Linked DNA regions of Sus scrofa: region 2 is linked to region 1. The links are chromatin contacts, called in public Hi-C maps. All regions are on one chromosome and are shown on one strand. Each heading gives the region's core, a stretch centred on a gene start, on an enhancer-like site or on the middle of the called end of the contact. The rest is flanking DNA. Distances are from core to core; before and after follow the strand shown.

Region 1 (6,560 bases), core at 4,035-6,534:
CATTATTATGTTACCCAATAAAAGGGATTTTGCCAAATGCCACCATTCATTACATCAAATTGAGGTTGTTATCTTAGTGTTTGGGTTTCGTACTTTTGCTGGGATGAATGCGTAAACTTGCACTGCTTCATTTTACCCTCTGGGGATGTTAAGCATAAATAAGGAATGAATAAACTTTGACGATATGTATAATAAGCAAGATTTGGATAAAAGTTAATTTGCCATGCAAAAGGTCCAAAGACATGCTTTTCTGTAAACGGGAGGAGTAGAGTCCTAAGTTGGAGAAACACTTTTCTTTGCTTTCAGCCATATCCTCAGGCAGGAACCCACAGGCAGACAGGAAGGTCTGTTTGAAGCCGGGCTGCCTCCTGGCTCACTGACCTCTTTAGTAAGTTTGATTGTTCGGGAATTCTCGGTCTCCATTTCCTTTTAGTGACTCTAAGTGGATGCATGAAAAAAAGGCTCTTTTGATCTTAACTCCACTCCTTACACCCAAGCCAGCCCAGAGCCCTCTGGAACTCTCAGAACCGGCCTGTCCTCTGAAAAGGATGAGATGTCTCTGAAGACCCAGGGAAGGGGCCTGGATGTGGGTGGGAAAGCTGGGGAGGGTTGATCTCCAGGAGTAACGGCCCCCTGACTCAAGGGAGGCACCAGGACCATTCTCACTCTAACACTTGAGGGCTCGGATGGGAGCAGACCCCAGGCTGCACACCCAGGCTGGTCCAGGCCAGGCAGTGAGCTCCCTGGAAGGGATGGGCCACCAGAGCCCAGAGGAGATGAGCATCTTTGTCCTAATAATCCAATTTAAACAACGAAAAATACTTCATTCAGCTCAACTTCAAATATGCCACAAATGGACTAGAAATCACAAACTGGACATAAATCATATCACAAGACAAACTTTAGGAGTTCCCACTGTGGCACAGCAGGTTAAGGATCAGGCCTGGCCGCAATGGGGGTAGCACAGCTGGCAGGGCATAGGTCACGGTTGTGGCTGCGGCTCAGGTTCAATCCCTGGCCTGAATCCATATGCCGAGAAAATGTGGCCGACAAAAATAAAGAAAGAAAATAAAGAAAAACAAACTCTAAACATGCTGTCCATAGTTATGCCGCATACTTTATGGCAAATTTAGTTAAGGCTGCGAGCTGTGTGTCTTATTCTAAGAAGCGGCACACTCTTAAGAGGTGACTATTTCATTTATAATCTGAGTTAACAGGTTTTTTCCCAAGAATGTTTTTAGAAGCCGTTTGCTATAAATTTCTCAGTTTCTTTAGACTTAGAATATAAATAAGGATTCTGGAATACTGCTGAGGCCTCCGCAAATTTTGCTTCCTACCTTCCAGCTCATTGAGTCAAAGTACATCTTGTTCTAACAAAATTACTTTTCCTTCAAACACTTTGGGGCTTAAAAGTAGGATTAATTGTCCTAAATTACACAGGCCCTGACAGTACAGAGAGGGGAGGGGAAAAGAGACCCACCCTCTTGCCGATTAACCAGGATCCTACAGTCAGATGAGGTCTGGCCTGGCCTCATGGCCCCAGAAAATCAGACTCTTGGATGCTGTTCTAAGAAAAAATTCCTCCACATTACATTATCCTTGAAAACAAGTACCATCTTTTCCTGTTAATACTGTACTTATCAACTTCAGTTCACAGTCAAAATTTATTTTCCTATTCATCTCACTCATTTTGGCAGGCAGAAAATATACATGTTTTTATAGAGCCAAGTGAGGTTTTCAAGATCTTGGGATCGCCTGGAACTATTTTTTCAGTTGGTAGAAGGGAACTCGCAAGAGGAACCGTTTCCGGCCCTGGTCTCAGGAGTGGCATGCGGAAGTCACGGTCAACTTCTCTCTACCCAGGGTGGCCAGGACTCAGGTGCTGGGCACTCAGAGAGGCAGGGGGGCCTCCTGTGGTCCTGCCTTCCGGTGGGGGGGGGGCTGACTACCCAACTCAAGAGTCTCATGGATCTGAAAGAGTGTGTACACAGTCAGCTTCCACCCTTCCGTGTGGCTTCCCTGTGTTCATAGCCACTCTTGACCCCGAGAAAGGCCTTGTGACTTTTCAACCTCACAGGAGAAGGGCCCACTTCACGGTCTAACTGGAATTCCAAAGAGCCTAAGTGCTTTTCACTTACTGCTCAGGACATAACCACACGCGTACCAGTCACGCTCATGGGGACTCTGTGGTCAGGGAACACCAGGTCCCCAAGCCGAGCATCTGGCCAGGCATCATACAGGCTGTGTGGTGGTTTTGGCATCAGAAGGATCCAGCTTCAAACCCTGGGCTGCCACCTCAAGTTCTGTGCCCTTAGGCAGATCTTATAGCCTTTTTATACTTAGCTTCCTCTTTGGTAAAATGAGGACGCTAATGTCTCATGGGGTGCTTGTGAGGGCTAAAGATCCTATCTACCACCACCAGCCATGCGGTGACACCATATGAATTGTAGCTGTTACCACTACAGGCCCAGGCTGGCACATTGCCAGAATGTAAATTCCATATTCTTCCCACGAATCAAAATACTACTCCAACTTCTACTACCTACTCTTCATCCACACGGACTTGTGCCAGGAACTTAACTAGGTACTCTTCCTGCATAATCTCATTTTACAGCCAATAACCCCACAAGGTACCATTTGTAGGTCCACGTTCTAGCTGAGAGCAAGGAGACTTAATGAGGTTCCACTGAGTAAGCCCAAGGACACAAAATAAGTGGCTGACCCTGGGTGAGGGCTGTGGAAGCCGGCCACACTCCTTCCACAGCATAAACCAACCCTGCCCTTCCCCCCTCAGATCCGCCCTTCCTTCCCATCCACTTGCTCTCCTCGCAGGGGTCCACCAGGCCTGCAGCCTCGCCCAGCACACCAGCCTTTGGGTCAGAGGCATGGGTGCTGAGATGGGAGCCTCAGTCTGTCCTGCTCAGAAAACTGCCTCTGGTCCTTGCCTGAGCGCCATCCCTGGAAGCTTAGTTCAGGATATTTGAGACAGAAACTTGTTCCACATTTAAAAAAAAATGGCCACAGGCCCTTTGCTTCAGAGGGATATGCTTGGTTGAGACTCACAAAGGGGTCCCGGGGGGCCTTGAGAGCGGCTGTAGCTCCTGCCCGTTTCCCTACGCCAAGACCTGGTTGCTAAATGCTCTATTTACGTACAGAAAATCCCTGAAAAGGGAAAAGATGAACTCTGTGACCTGGAAAAATCACTTGAAGAAGTTCACGCTCTGAGCTTGCGACCCTCTCCTACCCAGTCGGGAGGAAACACGCTGACCCTACCGACACCTGCTCTGGCCAGAGCCCTCCAGGCGCCTGCGCCCTTCTCTCCCTCCGAGGCCATGAGACTTGGCCCGACTTCCCTTCCCCCCTGAGCTATGAAACGTTTCCAAAGACGCAACACTGGCACTCCTTGAGCTTAGCTTTGAAAAGGACAAGAGAAGCCTTCCTCCTGTTTTCAATGACCTGACTGATAAAATCTCTACACATTTTTCAAGTCTACCTGGCTGGCGGATTGGAGAGACGGGCCTGGAAACTTCCAGAACAGCATCTGTGTCGGGAAGAACTCCCCTCAGGGACCGCTTGGGCACTGCCTCAGCTGCGCATGCGTCCTGACGCCCCACGTTGGACGGTGGCCGGCGAGGATTTCAGAAGCGCGGTACCTGCCACCGGGCCTCCTGGAGTCCCATACTGACTACCTGCCTTCCCTCAGGGTTGCTGCCGTGTCCCTCCGCCACGTGAGCTGAGCCAAGTCCAAGGCAGGCGACATTTCCATGCAAAAAAGCAGGACTAGTAGGGCTGGACTAGGAAGAGCCATTGCCTGCTTCCCACTTGGGCTCCGCCCTTGGGGTCCGCATGTCAGGGACGCATGCGCGGCAGCCCTACCTAGGTAGGCTGGAAAACCTGTTGAGCTCCCCTGTCCTAAGACTACGTTCAGGATCTTTCCTTCAGCCTGAAGTTAGCAGTTAGGCAGAAGAGGGCTGACCTTTGGAGGAGCAGGTTTCATAAAATAAATAAACTGGATGACGGCATATAAAAGTTACAAACTTCCTTAGGATGCCATATGCGAGCAACTTGTAAACAGCCCATAAATATCACCTGCTGGGCACGAAGCAAGGTGGCTGATGCAGAATTCTGCACGAACACATTTTCTGCAACAGGGAGCATCTGGTAAGGACAATTTAGACTCTGGTTGGCACACGAGGACAGTGATAAAACCTGTTACGACTGACTTGTGTCTGCAGTTGTGGATCGTGAGTCGCTCTCCCTGGGTGTGGATATAGAGCCGTCTAGTGTGATCCAGGGGTCGCTTGGGGGCTGAGTGGTGCCAGCAGTGGGATTGGAAAAGGAGCGCAGCATTTGGCGGGGACTCCCACATCACAAGTGGGATTTCACCAGCCACCACCACCGCCCAGTTTTTGCAGCAGGAAAAACTGAACCTTTCATAGTAGTGTCAGATTTTTGAGCCATTTTCTTTTCTTCTCGCTTTTTTTTTTTTTTTTTTTTTCAATTTTCTTTTTACAGCTGAAGATGGAAGTTCCCCGGCTAGGGCTCTAATCAGGCTGCAGCTGCAGACCTATGCCACAGCCACACCAGTGCCGGATCTTTAACCACTGAGCAAGGCCAGAGATCAAACCACATCATTATGAACACTATGTCCGGTTCTTAACCCACTGAGCCACACTGGAAACTCCTTTAAAAAATTTTAGTCATTTTTTAAAGGTTCACATCTATGTCGCGCTTAGAGAACAGCATGTAGAAAAAAAGCATTGTGAATAGCGACTGTGACCTCTACCCACGCTTGTCTTCGGTCTCCTAAATATAAATTCCAGAATACTTTATTCTACAAAGGATTCAGTTTCTTCCATAGAAAATAATAATGAGAAGGATGAATGAAGTTTGGTGGTCTTTTCTCCCGAACACACTTAGCACAGAATCTTCACGTAGAAAAAATACTTCCAATTTCTCCAAAGTGGAGAATAATTATGACAAGAGAAACAGAACTGAAGAAAAGGTGGGCTAATGGGTTTTTTTTCCCTACAAACATGTACACAAGGTAGACATATTTTAGTGCCATTCTCTCCCCTCCTCCCAGCACAAACCTTTCCAATTATACTTTTAATCAAGAATTCCTTCTTATGTTGTGACTTCCTGCCCCTCTGGGTTCCTATGATATACAGTTTCCATCCTGGTCTCATCCTGTTTGGCCCCTTTGCGTAAAAGCTAAGGAGCCTGGCCCAGGGCCTGCCAGGGCTTTTCAAAGCCCCAGCAGTCTGTAAACAGGAAAGATTTCCTCTCAGGCGGAGGGCCCCTCCTTGATCAAAAGATGGCTCTGGGATAAGGACTTCCCCCCAATTTTCAGCCATTAGCACTTTGAGATCAGATGCCCTCATGGAGGGCACATCGCTAGCCATCCATGGCAGAGGGGCCGGGCATCCTGCCAGAAGTCCGAGGGCCACACAGAAAATGCAGGAAGAAACATTTGCAGCTGCTCCGTCTGTTCAGGAGGAGGGAGGGGCTGGAGAAACATAAATATCTCCTCTGCGCAATGGCCCCGGCTACTTGACAGCCAGGGAGGGCAAGCTGATCAGACTTCAGTGCAAGGAAGGGGGACAGGGGAGCTCCCCAAATTTGGAAATCATCACTCCACACAAAAAGGCTGCTTTTATCCCCATGGTTAGTAAGTGGCTGGAGGCCACTTTAAAACTGTTTTTGAGAAAAGGGAGCATAGCCAATGACATTAGCTGGAGATATGTGTAAAAGTTCTGGTTATGCCTGTCTTAGAGTCAACTTTCTTGCTTTAGAGCCACAGTTCCCGTTAGCAAAGCTGACGAGATCTTTCTCCAAGGCGGCTCAGTTTCTCTCTATCATTTCAGCAGCATCTATCAAATTCGGGCAAAATCTGCCCCTCAGCAGTCAGCATATTTTGCATTCCTTTCTAGTTAATCACACCATCAGTGAACCTCAGTGTCTATGGGTGAAATGCCACGGAAGCCCAATCAAGCCATCCTGCATCTTTTTTCTAAGTTGGGCCAACAGATCAAAGTCTGTGCCAAAACAAACAAATAAACAAACATTTTTAAAAGACCTGCTTTCCAGCACTGGTCTTATCTAGAAAGCTCCTTCTTTTTAATTACCTGACAAGGGAAAGGAGGGCTTTGAGTTCTTATCCACCCTTCTCTGTGACTCTCGGCGGGCACTGCCAGACTGCCTGGTTTCATTTGCTTTCTCCTTATTTGGATAATCTCCATTTTCTGAAAGATTCCAAACTTGCAAATCCCAGAGGAGGATGAGACCATTGTTGGCCTCTCCCTTCCACGCTCAACTCCACGTTTAAACTCTACCTTATTTCTTTCCAACTGACAGTGATCATTATACTGTAGAGAAGGGATGAGGCCAAACTTTGGCAAGGTGAAAGGGTTTCACTACATGTAAGTCGGGTTTCAGTTTCAGATCTTCTAAGTCAGAGGCTGGTGGTTAATAAAGAAGAAGTCAATGTGAAATGTGATGGAGGTGATGAGAGGAAAATGAAAGTCTGCCCACACAGAACAGAAGTGAGCAACGACTTA
Region 2 (5,805 bases), core at 1,007-3,506, 320 kb after region 1:
CAGAGGAAATAATCACAAAAATCTACTGTCAGGCACCTTGAAAAGAGCAGGGCAATGAGTAATAACAAGGACTGCTTTCCAAAGAAAACGTTCTTTCGCACGGTTTTAGATTTGGAAAGGATCTCAGGAGCATGTGGCCAAGCGTCTTATTTTAAAGGTAAGTGATGAACAAAGATTTTTTTTTTTTTTTGGTGCCCAAGGTCATGCAGCCGATAAAGGTGAGGATCTCGGTCTTCTGAGTCATTCGTAAAGCAGCTGTGGGTTCTACTGGTTTTAACTGGTAGGCTTAGCCTTCCCTAGTTCCTTGAGGTGGCCAGTGAGAGAAGTAAGCATATGGGAGGCCTCAGCACACGTGGCCAAGTTCAACCCATGTGCAACATCCTGGGTCCTATTCCCAAGCTTTGTCCTGCAGGCCATAGGGCCACTCAGACTCTTCTGTTGCAGCGGGCAGGGGTGGCAGAGAGGCAGCTGGGTGGCTGTCCTGGAGAAGCCCTGCATCTAATTGCCCTATGACAAGACTGCTCATTCCATGTCAGCATTGGTTGTCAATACCCCGGGGAAGAAGAATGAAGTATGTGGTTACCCATCAGTGCTAGTACGTACCTACAACACCCAAAGAGGCGTGGCTCTGGACATCTGGGAGCATCAAGGGAGAGAAGGTTTCCTTGTCCCCAAACGCTTACTGGGTCCACAGCTGTATCATCAAAGGTCCGTCATCTCCACCCTTGTGGAACAGAATGCTTGGTACCATCTTTGGCCCAAAGCGTGCAATGGGAGGGAGCTTAGGACCCTTCAAGTCTGACACCCCCATGCTACAACAGCTGCAGATGAATCTTGATGCATCAGATGAAAAGCTTGGACTAAACTCAGATGTCCTGGCTCCTGATTCCGAGATTTTTTCACTTCACTGCACTACTATTATGACAGATCTTTGCAATATGAATGAAAGGCCTTCCTATTCCGGTCAAACCAAGTCAAAGAGAAAAGGTTGTGGAATATGTGTCAAGGTCACTCTGTTCTGTGAATAAAAGGGATTCTCCATAGTGAGCCTGATTTCTCAGCCTCAGCTGCACCTTAGACTCACCTGGGCACTGATGCCCATTACTGAGCCACCCCAGAGACCTGTATGCAGGTAGCCCCGGGGGCAGTCCGAGCACTGGGGGCTTCAAAAGATGCCTGATGAGTCTCATGTCCGGTCAACATTGAGAGAATCATTGCTCTACAGGAATGACCCTGAGACCATTTGACTCAGTGAAGGCAGAGAGCTTCAGAGATGCTGGCAGTATGGCTTCTTATGAAGAGAACACACCTCCCCATAAAGGAATGGAATCCACAATCTCCTGGTTCCACTCGTGAAGGGGATTTGGGCTCTTTTACTATGACGACACCACCATCACTGTCACCCTTGATGCTCAGACAGCTGAGGCCCAAAGCCCATTCCTTGGCTCCTGCTGCGCAGCTGGAAAAGGCTCTGACGACAGTCGTATTGCAGAGGCTAAGAGGAGAGAGGCACAGAGTGCGGAATACCACCTGTTCTGGCTCCAGAAGCGCAGCCTCTGGACTCAACCTGAGCCAGCTTGCTCCTGGAGGTTTACAGACGCCTTGACCTTCCAGTCATGAGTCCAGGAAAGAGGCCCCAGGGAGGCCCCTCTCGACCCCCTTTTAAGGCTTTGCCTCTTTTTCCCAGTTGAGATCAGGCTCTGTGTGTGGCTTTCCAGCAGGCCTCCTGTGACAAGAGAAATGTCGCCCATGGCCCCGTCCCATGCAGCAGGCACTCGTCAATGCCAGCCGCAGGTGTTACTGAGCATTTCAACGGGGGCTAGTGCAACCCATGAACTGAACTCTTACTGTTTTTAACTTTAATCAGTTGACGTTGTCATATGCGGCCCGTGACCAGTGTGTTCGATGTGAGATGGCATTACACAAAGATGTCATCTAAGACACATTCCATCCCGCCATCTCTTAACAGCCCCTCTCATGCACAAGTGAGTTCTCAGTTCTGAAATGGGAAAAAACAGGGTCCTTTTGTGGCATTGCTTCAGAAAGAAGGGCAGTGACCTTCGGAAAGCAGGACAGGCTGTGACCTCAACATAAGCGAGAAGCCTCTGCCGTCTGGCCCGGCCACAGCCCAGGCCGTTTCGCCGCTGACAAAAACCTGACAAACCATCGTTTTATTTGGACTCGGGGAAAGAGTCAAGGCGAAATGTTGCAACAACCATTTTTTTTTTTCTCCAGCAGTTTCTAGCACTTCCTGATTTCTTGGGTATCAGGTTACGCTGCCCCTCACATTCCTGTTACATTAGCACTTCCTGGTTCCATAAATACTGGCAATAGACATTCGGGATCCCCAACCAAACACAACAAAAACACCAAGGTTTTGTTTTTAGTAACTTCACCTTTTGAACCTCCCTGTTGTGTTCATTCAAACGGGTGACAAAGGCTGGACTTAGAATCTCAGCTTAAAAAAAAAAAAAAAAAGAAAGCAGCCTTTAACTCAGAGACAGAATGGACTAATTAGGATCTGCAGTGAACATCTGAGCTCATCAAACCGCTTCGTTGCCTGGGCCTGGACTGACTTGTCCCCCTAACCCCTCTCCCTCCCTCGGCCTCTCCAGTCCCTCTGGCCAGTCTGAGCCCCTGAAGGGTCCAAATGGTTAAAAGAAGGCCTCTGGACTCGGATTGCCTGGAGTAGAAAAACACCTCAGTCCCTGCGTGACCTAGGGCCAGCTACTTAATTTTCTGGCTGCATTTTCCTCACACACTAAACAGGGAAGGTAATAGTCTCATTCGTAGAGTTGTTTAAGCAATAAATGCGTGAACGCTTATAAAACACTTAGAAAAATGCCTCGTGTATACACATTTCTTAAAACATTTAAGCCATCGCGACTGGTGACATAGAATTTTTAGTCAGCAGCCACTGGTTATTGTAAACTTCGTCTGTCTGCTTCCCTCCCAGTCTCTGCTGAAAAAGGACAATACACTCGTTCTCAGAGCTCTGCCGAGAAGAGCAGAGGGGAGAGCCCTTATGGAAGTGACATTGACAGGAAGCAGGTGGATGTCCCCAAGGTTCAAGGGCAGGGGCACTGGGATCCCCCAGGGCCTCAGGAGTGTCCAGGTCCACACATGAGCCTCAGCTTGGCAGACTGGAAATGTGATGGGCAGCACAAGAAGCAGATCCGTCCCGCAGGGACGAGCTGACCACAGCCACATGGGCTGGGCTGAGAAACACACATGGAAGGAGAAGTACCCCGTTTCCTCGACTGTCCTGAGAAACACAACTGGCAACTGAGGCGTGGCCTCAGAACATTCTCCCTCTGTATCCACAGCACAGATAACACCAGATCAGGATGAGAGCTGCCTGCACATCCTGTGCTCCCGACAATGGGATTTCACAGGTGCAGGAAGGGACCCCGGGTGGGTCCTTGTCTATCACAGGCTGAGATGCAAACCGGGGATCAGACAGGTTTCTTCCTCCGGCCTGAGCACGCTCTCCCATCCAGGGCTGAAACAAGCATCCCCAAATTCTTGCCTCCAGAACCCACCAGCACCCCTTGCTGAGCAGCGTGATGCTTCCTAGACACCTATGTGCTCACAAGCTATTTTCGGGTCCTGCTGACCAGGACGTCAACTGCTCCGCTTTTACTTGTCTCCACTCTCATTCTTTAGATGTCAGTGTCATGTCTGATGCTCCTTGCACCCCTATCCCCCCACCTCTGGGTTCTCAGGGATGGCTTCCATAGTTCATGCAACAAAAGGCGAAACAAATATGTGATCGTTTTTATACAGCTAGTGATTTAAGATTGCAGTTACCTCCTAAAAGCATCTGAGGCCATTTTGTCCCTAGGGCGTGTTTGTTTTCTTTTTATGCCGGATGCCTTCTCTTTGATCCTCCAGATCCACTCTCTGTCTTCTCCACCCTCTTTCCTGCCCCGGAAGGCTGATGAGTATGCAGGCCATCCGTGGACCCTTGGACTCCAGGCTTGGCGGAAGACGGAGAGGGAGGAGAGGCGCTCAGGTTATTTGCTGCCCTCAGCCCCTTTCCTTTTTGCTGCTCAGGCAAACAACCCTGCCCCTCTCCGGAAGGGCTCCTCTATTAGTGGCTTAAGAATTCCAGACACCCCTTCCCTCCTCTCAGCTCCCGGGCCTTAGTCATGGTGGCTTCTCTGATGCTATTAACCCCAGGTTACTGCAATATTCCTTTTGTGCTTTCCTACATTTTCATAAAGAGTTCCTTTGTGAACCAACCTTTGAAATCTCCTAATTTGAGCGAGCCATCTGTTCCTTGTTGGTATCCTGAATGATGCACTTTGTTTTGGGTTTTAGTGTTTGCAATTTTCCATGTCGCCGTATGGAATGTTAACGTTTTAAGTGGTGAGTGAATGACCTCACGGCAGAAATACTTCAATGGCGTGGGAGTCATGGATTCTAGATCCCCCCGGCTCAGACCCTGATGGCATCATCACCACCCAGAATCCCCGCTCACAGCCCCGTGCCCTCCCACGGCAGCTGTGCAGGGCGTGGGGGTAGGCGGGCAGGGCACATCTCATGAGTGTGCACGGCCCCTCCGACACCCCAGAAAGAACCAGTTCAGGTGCAGGTCCAGCAGCAGCAGCAGGAGACTCACATCCAGTGTGTTTTTATAAACGGCAGACTCAAATTTTTTTAGAGCTAGAAAGTTCATTAAAGACCCCAACGTTCATTTCCTGTGTAAGGAAACAAGACCAGTTCTACCAAACCATTGAGTTAAGATGTTTCACAGAACCTGGTCAGGGACCCAGCTTCCTCACTTCCAGTCCAGTGGCTTCTAAAAGAAGACAGCTTCTCCTTAAAATTTAAGGAACCAAGACTTCCATCAGGGGTTTTTAAACATTTAAGACATTCATTTGCTTAATGCAGAGATTGCATCAACTTGCTTCCCACTTATAGTTCCATTAAAACTCACCCCAAAAAATCACGGGCATAAAAAGATTTTTTTCAAATATAGGTATTATATTTGCACATACATGTGTGTCGGTGTAAATACCCATATGTGTGTATGTGCTGATGTGTTATATATGTATGCATGTTTCCTTCCCAGTCTTATCTTGGTTCTCATCACTTTAGCTTCTGTAGCCCTGGGCATGCGCCTCTGTTCATGGCTGGTTTAGCATTAACATTTGGGGAACTGTGACAGGCTCTTTGAAACCATGGGGAGAGAGCTGGGTATTTGATGGAAAAAATAACCTATCAAATCACGTTTTCTTGATGTGAGTTCACTGACAAAAAAGAAGAATCATTTCCTAAACGTGCTATCTGAGGGAAAAAAGGAACTTAAGGCAATGCTAGAATATTGACATTCAGGCAAATAGGGAGGACTGGGCTCACTGAAGACTTGTCATATAGTCTTTGACTTTTTATTCAAATTCTACATTGAGCAATTTTTATAAATTTGAAGTTCCATGTTTGTCACTGGAGAATGTCAAAAGCAAATATTCTCCATTTCGATGTCATTTTATTTTTAGTTATTAATGTATAGTTGATTTACAATGTGGTGGCAATTTCTGCTGTACAGCAAAGTGATTCAATCATATATATATATATATATATATATATGTTCTTTTTTAAAAAATATTATTTTCCATCATGTTCTATCCCAGGAAATTGGACATAGTTCCCTATGCGATACAGTAGGACCCTACTGTCTATCCATTCTACGTGTGATAGTTTGCATCTATTAACCCCAAATTCCCAGGCCATCCCCTACCCTCCTCCCTCTTTCTTGGCAACCACAAGTCTATTCTCTGTGTCCATGAGTTACACACGTGC

What was found. A called contact is a pair of places that touch in the nucleus more often than the background predicts.
Region 2: a contact with region 1 is called in a Hi-C map of liver, with 6 times the contacts expected there. The contact joins two enhancer-like sites. A contact is called at or near these places in 1 of 47 Hi-C or Micro-C datasets (liver) and 1 of 2 datasets of contacts at active chromatin or transcription factors (alveolar macrophages).

The regions. Positions count from the first base shown.
Region 1 is chr10:56,394,582-56,401,141 of Sscrofa11.1, forward strand. The region is part of intron 3 of NRP1 (neuropilin-1); the gene reads right to left. Among named protein-coding and RNA genes, the nearest start is that of NRP1, 33 kb to the right of the region's middle. Within about 2 kb of position 5,285, at least 36 of the 83 cell types and tissues checked have an H3K27ac peak or open chromatin away from gene starts, as enhancers often do. A contact at or near this core is called in alveolar macrophages and liver, where this site is marked.
Region 2 is chr10:56,712,770-56,718,574 of Sscrofa11.1, forward strand. No RefSeq gene overlaps it. Among named protein-coding and RNA genes, the nearest start is that of NRP1, 280 kb to the left of the region's middle. Within about 2 kb of position 2,257, at least 39 of the 83 cell types and tissues checked have an H3K27ac peak or open chromatin away from gene starts, as enhancers often do. A contact at or near this core is called in alveolar macrophages and liver, where this site is marked.